Linked DNA regions of Nomascus leucogenys: region 2 is linked to region 1. Evidence: chromatin contacts called from public Hi-C data. All regions are on one chromosome and are shown on one strand. The core of a region is the stretch at or near the end of the contact, and the rest is flanking DNA. Distances in the headings are between cores, read along the strand shown.

Region 1 (4,333 bases), core at 819-3,318:
CTCCGGGGATACTGGAGTCAAAGCAGCAGCCCCGGTTGTTGCACTCCTCGGGGGTGACCTGGGGATAGCCGCAGTCCACCCTGTCCTTGGCTGGCACGGCACACTGGTTTGCAGCTGTCCCAGACAAAGCCCCGTCAGCTGCCAGAGCCCTTACTGGGCTGCGGTGAGTGTGTTTGCATCACTTTGCGAGTTTGCATCCTCCCGCTCACCCCCCTGCCCCCCCCAACCCCCCCCGCCGAGTTCAGCCACTGCTGAAACCCTCGCCCTGAGGAAGATGGGCTTTCCCTGTGAATATTTAGAGAGGCAGTCTGTTAAATGCTCAACTCGGGGACTCTGGCCATTTGCCTAAGCGTCTTTCTCCTTGGCACACTCTTATCACCTTCTCGGGAAGTCACATACGGACCTGGGTACCTTCCAGCTGGCAGGAACCCCTGGGGAATCTGGGGTCCCATGAACCCGGAAACAAAGTTCCCCTTCATTGTTTGACTAACAAAACCTTGCCCCTTTCTTTTAAATGAAAACCGTGACGGGAGGCACACACGCCATAGAGATCATTGCAACGCATGCTGCCTGCTTTTCATTTTTTTCTGCATCTCCCCTCCCTGAATGGTTGAGCATGTCCCACCCTCCCGGGACATCCTTCAGTCCCCCATATTTTCATGTTTCAGGCAAGCCTCTATGTCTGTATGTGCAGCAGAAGTTCACTTTGTTTCGTTAATGAACTATTTCCTTAGGAAAATGGGAATCACGTGCAGTATCTTAAATTCCCTTCTATTGCTCCCAGTGCGTAGTTGCTTATCCTCGTGGCGTCCAAACTTCGCTCACACTGGAATCAGCTGCAGAGCTTTAAAAATGACTGACGTTGGCTGGGCGTGGTGGCTTACACCTGTAATTCCAGCACTTTGGGAGGCCAAGGCAGGAGGATCACTTGAGGCCAGGAGTTTGAGACCAGCTTGACCAACATAGCGAAACTCCGTCTCTACTAAAAATCCAAAAAATTATCTGGGCATGGTGGTGCATGCCTGTAATCCCAGCTACTTGAAGCCAAGGCACAAGAATTGCTTGAACCCAGGAGGCAGAGGTTGCAGTGAGCCGAGATTGTGCCACTGCACTCCAGCCTGAGTGACAAAGCGAGGCTATCTCAGAACAAAACAACTGAGGCCTGGCTCTCGCCCGGAGATGCCCTGATGTAACTGGTGTGCCCCAGGCATTAGGATTGTTAAGGCTCTCCAGGTGATTCTAATGGGCTGCAAGTTCGGGAAACCGCTGCCTTTGACCCTGCTCAGAAGACACCTGGGTAAAAGCCATACCCTCATTCCTTCAAACAGCCACTCCCCTGCCGTAGGGTTGCTATGCGATGGCTAAGTGAACCGTGTGCCTGCAGGTATTGAAAGTGTTCTGAAGTCAGGGTTTTCTCCTGCATCTTTCCTTTTTCTTTGTAAATGTGGAAATAATGCATAAAGACCTATATTGTAATTTAGAAATCTCCGCCAAAGATGGCTATGGGGTCATAGGGGATGGGCTCAGGCTCAAACCCTGATTTCAACACGGACCGGGCAGGGCTGTCTTAGATAAGTTGTTAACTTTCTCTGAGCCTCGGTTTCCTTGTCTGTGAAATGGGGACAATAAAGACCCACTTCATAGGGCTAGCGCAGGAAAAAGTGTATATGTGACAGGTGGCCATTATTAAATGAATGCAGAATCCCCCCTTACCCTGGATCCCTTCCCTTCACGCCCACCCTGCCACCAGAACAGTCAGAGCAGTACTCACACAGGCCCACGTACTCCTCGGCAGAGCTGGAGGACACCAAGGCCAGGACCAGCCCCAGCATGCAGAGCGCTCTGGCCGCCATGACCACTGTGGGCTCTGGGATGCAGCTCGGAACTCGCTTCATGGTCCAGGAGGCCTCATTTATGCACCGGTGTTTGCACAGCTGCTCGGGATTGTTTGCTTGGGGAAGGCTCTCCCTCCCGGCTCTGGCTGCTCCTGTTCTCTCCTGCATGCCTTTGTCAAGCTCCCAGACAGCTCTTCTCTCCCAAAGGTGAGAGGTCAGTTCAGCCCCCGCTGTTTTGGCAGCAAGCGGTAAGGGCGGATTCCAGTTCTGGTTACGGGTCCTCTACTGGGGAGCGGACGTGTGTCAGTCGCCCTCCTAGCCTGGCCTGGTGTAGGGTGCAGGAGCCATGTGGGGCTGCGGGACCAGGGCGCGGTGTCCATCTCAGCCTCCCAGCCAGGATCCCTCAGAACACCCCTGGTCCCATGACAAGAGAGCCCCAGGCCGCTCCATCCCGGATCAGCCTCGGAGACAGGCAGCTCTGAGTGAGTCAGGACCCCACGGCTCTCACAGCCCCTGAAACGCAGAGATTCCTTGTATTTCCTTTTTGCTTTCTCCCCTAAAAATTATTAACTACATTTTAATAAGTGGATGAAATGAATTGATTGAAAATGTTAGTAAAAACATGGTACACATAATTGATTTTTAAAATCAAATAATACAAAAGAGCCTCTCCTATCCATTGGCATCTATTGATCTATTGTGAACACTTTTGTAGGTATCCTTTCAGAATTTTTCTCTCTGGAGCTAAGCTTTTTTTTTGTTTTTTGTTTTTTTTTTTTTTTGGAGACAGGGTCTTGCTCTGTTACCCAGGCTGGAGTGCAGTGGCACAATCTCAACCCACTGAGACCCCTGCCCCCGCAGGGCTCAAGTGATCCTCCCAACTCAGCCTCCTAAGTAGCTGGGCCACAAGCATGGGTCCAGCTAATATTTTGTATTTTTTTAGATACCAGGTGTCGCCATGTTGGCCAGGCTGGTCTCAAACTCCTGGACTCAAGTGATCTGCCTTCCTTGGCCTCCCAAAGTGTCAGGATTACAGGCGTGAGCCACTGCACTCAGCCACATTTTTAACACAAACAGGAACTGACTCTCCACCTTTGCCCAGCATACTCTTTTAAAAACTAAAGACTACATCTCAGGAATTGTTTTATAACAACATGTCGGATGAGACAGCGATGATTATATCCATTTTCCAGAGGAAGAAACTAACACTCAACGTTTCTGGTGCCTATCAGAGATTACTCCAGTATCCCTGGTACAGCTGGTAATTAACCCACTCCCAGGACCCTAAGCCTCCGCCCTTGGCATCCGCAGCACCCTCCAACCCCCCAACCTCCTGCAGTGGACTGGCTGGTGGTGGGCAAGAGACTAATCTCATTCCAGGAAAACGGGCTCCTAGATTTTGTGTTCTCCGTGTTTCTTGTCCAGGGAAGCATTTTGATGACCCCCACTGACCCTTCCAGGAGTCTCTGTCTGAAGGGTGGACTTGGTTTATCACCCCGAGAAATGGGAGCTCCTGGCTGCTCGGATTTAACCTCCAGCTGGGGTCCCTGGTGGTGTGTGCAGGGCGGCCCTGAGCCTCCAAGGGTGCGTCCACAAACTGCCCTTCCCCGAGTGACCCACGGGAGCCCGATGGTGCACTTGCTGAGCACCAGGATGTGTCCTGCCCTGTGACTCCCGGGCCCCGCCTTTGCGCTCAGCAAGCCCTTTGTGGATGGATTTGAGGGCCCCTCACCTCTGATGTGCCACTCCCACTGAGGCCAGCGAAGGGGGAAGAAGGAAAGAGCATTGCCTTGCTTGTTTTCAGGGCACTCACTTTTTCCGGGAGACAGTGGACCCAGGTTCATCAATGGACAGCAGGATTTTCATGTTATTAAAAAGGTCATTGTAGGGGAAATCCCTGGGGGATCTGGTGAGCTCTCCCTGCCTTCCCAGTGCTCATAATACCCAGAGGCCAGGCCAGGTCATGGTGCAGGGCTGAGTTCCGGGAGGGTGCAAACACCCCAGGAACAGACTGCTGCCCCTCCGGCCCTCATGATCTGCTGGGAAAGGACCCCCAAAAGGGGCTTCTGCAGATGATGTGGTCTCCACCTGCCGCACTCAAAATTGCCTGGAGTGGGGAGGTTATCAATGCCTGGGCCCCGCCCCGACAGGTGGTTCTGCCGCCTGTGATTCTTCTCTGCGGCCAGCACCGAGAACCCCGCTGGGGTTTGCTTCGGTTTAACTCAGTGAATGTTGACTGAGCTCCTACTGCCGACACCTAGGGTTTAGGGCTGGGGAAGGAATAACAAAGGTGACACATTCTTGTCCTTGAAGAGTCGCCCCGCAAAGGGAGACAGGATCGTGTCAGAGTTAAGATGGTGAAGCCAAGACTGGGTCCCAAGTCCTGCACTGCCTGACCTTGGACAAGTCACGTCCCATCTGTACCTCAGTTTCCCTACCTGTCGCAGGGTGCTCACCCCACAGGACAGCATGAAGTGGTGCTGCACAGCCCAGCCAGG
Region 2 (4,333 bases), core at 750-3,249, 120 kb after region 1:
TGCTCAGCAAGAGAGTCATTTTTACAAAAATATGTATGGCCTTTAATTTTCCCAAGAGCTCTTCATCATCCTTTGAATTAAATTACTTGTTTTGTCAGGGCTGGTCTGTTTCTGTTTGTTTGCTTGTTTTTTCTTTTATCCCCCTAAGTAAGGAAACAAAGGACTAGTTGTTGACAGTCTCCTACCCTATTGTTACTTTGTCTCATTTTTCCAGAACCTCCTTTGTCAGTAGCTTTGTGTATAATTTGAGCAGTCCCCCACATAATGTCAATCAATTCCATGAAACCTTACAGCATTTGCAAGATTGAAAATTTCCCTTTGCCATCCATTGGTGTTATATTTGTATTGAGTTGTGGAAAATTTGACAATCAGAAAAACTGATTGCCAAGCGCGTGGACACAATGGTCAGAAGCAGAGAGATGCTCACGCTAAACAGAGCAGGTGTTCAGTGAGGGTGCAGCCTTTAAATGGTGCGTTTGTGGCAAATATTTTCAAGGCAGTCTGACCACTTTTGCTTCTCTACCAACTTTCTAATACAGGGTCCGAATAACGAATCCTTGGAGGGCTTCCCTGGCCTACCCCAGCCCCAGGCACAGTGGCTGGCACACCCTTAGCTTTCCAGAAATAGTTATTGACTGGATGAATTGCAAATTATGGTAAGTGGCATTGGTTAAAAAAAAAAAACTTCAGCCAAATTAAATTTAAAGGAGTTTAATTGAGCAATGAATGATTTGTGAATCAGGCAGCCTTCTGAGCCAGGGTAGGCTTAGAGACTCCAGCCACATGATGGAAGCATATTTATGGACAGAAAAAGGAGAGTGACGTACAGAAAACAGAAGTGAGGTAGGGATGCAGCTGGATTGATTACGGCTTGACATTTGCCTTATTTGGATACAGTTCGAACAGTTGGTTGCATTTGATTGGCCAAGACTCGGTGATTGGCACAGGTGTAGGCCAATCTGCTTACACCTCCTATTGTTAGTGTTGACGACTTACAGATAAATCTTTAGGCTGAACTTAAATATGTACGGAGGCTAAACCTGGTTTAACAGCATACAGAAAAACAAAAGAGCTAGGAAAGAGGACACCAGAGAGGCCTTAAAGAGTCTAGAGGCGGGGAAGGCCTCTGTGCAGGGTGAAATGGAAGGAAGTGGCTGAGGAAAAGAGGAGTATGGGGCAGAAAGTACGGGTCAGGTCGGGCGAGGGCACCACATGTGAGTGTGAGGCAGGAGCGCAGCAAGGTGGAGATGGGGAAGGCGCGATGACGTGGGCGCTGCAATGACGCTTGTCTCTGTAAACCACAGAGCAGCAGCGGTGGACAGGGACAGCAGTAAACACAGGCCAGCAGCCCTCATGTGTCACTAAGGAAGAGTGACTTAGGAGAGCAGTGGCTGACCAGCTCCAGCAGGGCCTGGGGTCTGTAATCCTGCTTGAGGTCTTCCAGAATTCCAGTGCTGCATGCTACTTTAGGTTTAGAAATAAAAGTATTCAGCTGGGTTTGGTGGCTCATGGCTGTAATCCCAGCACTTTGGGAGGCCAAGGCGGGAGGATCGCTTGAGCCCAGGAGTTTAAGACCACCTTGGGCAACATAGCAAGACCGTGTCTTTACAAAAAACAAAAAAATGAGCCTGGTGTGGTGGTATTCATCTATAGTCCCAAGTACTCAGGAGACTAAGGTTGTAGGATCTCTTGAATTAAGAGGTTGAGGCTATAGTGGGCTGTGATTACACCACTGCACTCCAGCCTGGGCAACAGAGTGAGACCCCATCTCTAAAAAAAAAAAAAAAAAAAAGAAGAAAGAATAAAAAAGAAAGAAAAGCATTCGCACAGTGTGATTCCCCTGTACCTGTAACAGGTCCATTGCCTGATGCACTCTGCAAATCAATATGCCAAGACCCCAGGCTACAGCGGAGAAAGAGGCTTAATCGTGGGGCTACCAGAAGAGGAGATGGCAGGAAACCTCAACTCCATCTCCCCAAGGAGTGTGGGGCTAGGGTTTTTAAGGGTTTTTAGCGTAGGCTGCAGTGTGGAGAGGGTTGATAGGTTGGAGAGTGGAATGAGGCCGTGGACAGGGAGATGGAAAAAGTGGTGTTCTCATGCTGTCTCGGCTCCTGTTGTAGGGATCTTCAAACCAATTGGCATCAGCTGTTCTGCTGGAATTCAGGATCTGCTTAAGCAATTCTTAAACAGAAGCCTTAGGATTCTAACAGCAGGGAAGTTCCTGTCTAGAGGGACAGTGAGGTGCAGGTGGTTGGTATCTCATGCTATGGGACTTTCCCTTACAAGGAAGTGGGTCAAAGTGCAGCCTGATTAATGTTTAATTATAACGATATTTCTGACCAGAACTATTCTTAACCCTGAACCGTGACTCCACCATGATTTCAGATAGCAGCAGCAGCTTCCTTCACCCTCCGCCTTTCTTTCTCCACCCTTTTCTACCTTCTGTCCCTTCCCTGCCTCCCTCTATTAATGGTGCCCTGACCACAGTTCCTCCCCTTTCTCCACTATCCACTTGCCCACTCAAAACCGCCACCATAACCACAAACTGCTGTGTGCAGACCCAACGAGAGTGTCCCCTGAGGCTGCGATCTCAGGGCAGGAGAACAGAGAAGTTATCCGGGGTCAAGGCCAGCCCTCACACCAGCTGGGGGAAGAGCAGGTGGAGTTGAAGGGTTTCTCCAAGGTGGAGGTCCCAAAACCCCCGCTCAAGAAGGCATTGAGGCAGGGTGGTGCTAGATATCCCCTAGACAGGCTCCAGTGAAACTGCCTTTGCAGTATGCTATGACAGTAAGAGAAGTCTGACATCATTGACTCTATCTTGCTTCTCACTACCACGCCATCCTTGGTCATTCCTGGGCATAGGCCAAGCTAACTTTGGGGAGAACTTATAGTTTAACTTGAAAGCAAGGAGGATAACCGTCCCTTCCTAAAACTAACTCCATCCGTGCTCAGGAACTGAAAGCCACCTCGTAAGACTAACGAAAGGCCACAAGGATAGGATTATAGGAGGGACCTGAATTCTGCTAAAATGTAGGCATAGTTTCTATAATCCCCTCTTTCCAGGGGCCATGTGGGGATTTGTGATTTTCCCAATTGCTTCTATAAATAACATCACTATTGTAAAACCTAAGTGGTTTTTTTTTTAATTATTATTATTTTTCCAGACTGACCCTTTGGGGATCTGGGACTCACGACTCAACCGGTCTTGTGGCCCCACCAAGATGTGGACTCAGCACATGAGGACCATTTTCTGCACCCCTGAGATTTCATCCCTAACCAATAAGCAGCACCCATTCCCTAGCCTCCTGCCCACCAAACTGTCCATAAAAACCCTAGTGTCCGAGCCTTTGGGAAGAATGATTTGAGTAGTAACTCCAGTTCTTCTGCGTGGGCCAGCCTCATGTCAGTGACACCTTTTCTCTACTGCCGTGGCCTCGGTAAATTGATTTTGTCTGTGCAGTGCACAGGAAGAGCCCATCGGACGATTACACTGGCAGGGGGCCTGCTCTGAGGATGCTGACGCCAAGGAGACTTAAGAGAGCTGCCAAAGGCTGGGAATAGCCCCAGGTGGTAGGGATATCTGAAACAGGAATCACGCACATTTTTAGATCAAGATGAATATCTTAATAATTCAGCTTATGATAAAGACATTTGGTGATCGAAACTTTTCTCTACCCAGAGTCACATGCTGTAGGCTCCGTATCTGGTCAGCTCCTGCCAGAGCCAACCCTTCTGCAGACAGCAGCTGTCCATGCTGGAGAAATTACAAAAAGTAACTGCCTGATGCCAGCGGAGAGTGAACAAGATGCAACCAATTCTGGAAGGGAGTTGACACTTGGAAGAAAGGAGGGCAGCAGGGAGCTTCTGTCATGAAGGCTGTGGACCCGTAGCCATGACAAGTGACCAAAGGAAAACAGAAAACCACAGCCTTTCTGGTCTGCAGAGCCAGTGGACTAAGCTCATGGCAGCCGCAGCTGATAAAAACCAAGTGAGCACCCAGGACAGAAAAGGCCACAAGGAGGAGCCTCAAATCCTGTGGCCAAATGCCGCCCTCATTAGATCATCAGAACTTCAGCCTTTGGTGACAGAAGCCCTCATCTGCACATCTTCCCAGCGAAATGGGAAGTGAGCATTCCCAGTACAAAAACCAAGTGCACTAGACTTCCAGCCACTGGGCTGAGCTCTTCCCCCAACTCCGACTCTCCGCTGCTCCCAGCTGTCCTAATTGAAACTCAGAGTGGAATACCAAGGTCTTTTTAAAACAAACAAACAATATTCAAACTTCTCATCAAGGATGCAGTTGAGAAAACAGCAACAGTTTGTTGTTGAGCCA

The links. Hi-C and Micro-C count contacts between places; a contact is called where the count stands out from the background.
Region 2: a Hi-C map of an unstated tissue shows a contact between it and region 1, with 2.2 times the contacts expected there. The contact joins the enhancer-like site here to the promoter of TFF3 in region 1. A contact is called at or near these places in 3 of 4 Hi-C or Micro-C datasets (a lymphoblastoid cell line and an unstated tissue).

The regions. Positions count from the first base shown.
Region 1 is chr25:27,363,530-27,367,862 of Asia_NLE_v1, forward strand. TFF3 (trefoil factor 3) reads right to left here and starts at 2,069. Exons shown (of 3, transcript XM_003280666.4): 1 at 1,772-2,069; 2 at 1-114. The coding sequence starts at 2,003.
Region 2 is chr25:27,484,147-27,488,479 of Asia_NLE_v1, forward strand. No RefSeq gene overlaps it. Among named protein-coding and RNA genes, the nearest start is that of RSPH1, 32 kb to the right of the region's middle. Within about 2 kb of position 2,000, the one cell type or tissue checked has an H3K27ac peak away from gene starts, as active enhancers do. A contact at or near this core is called in a lymphoblastoid cell line, where this site is marked.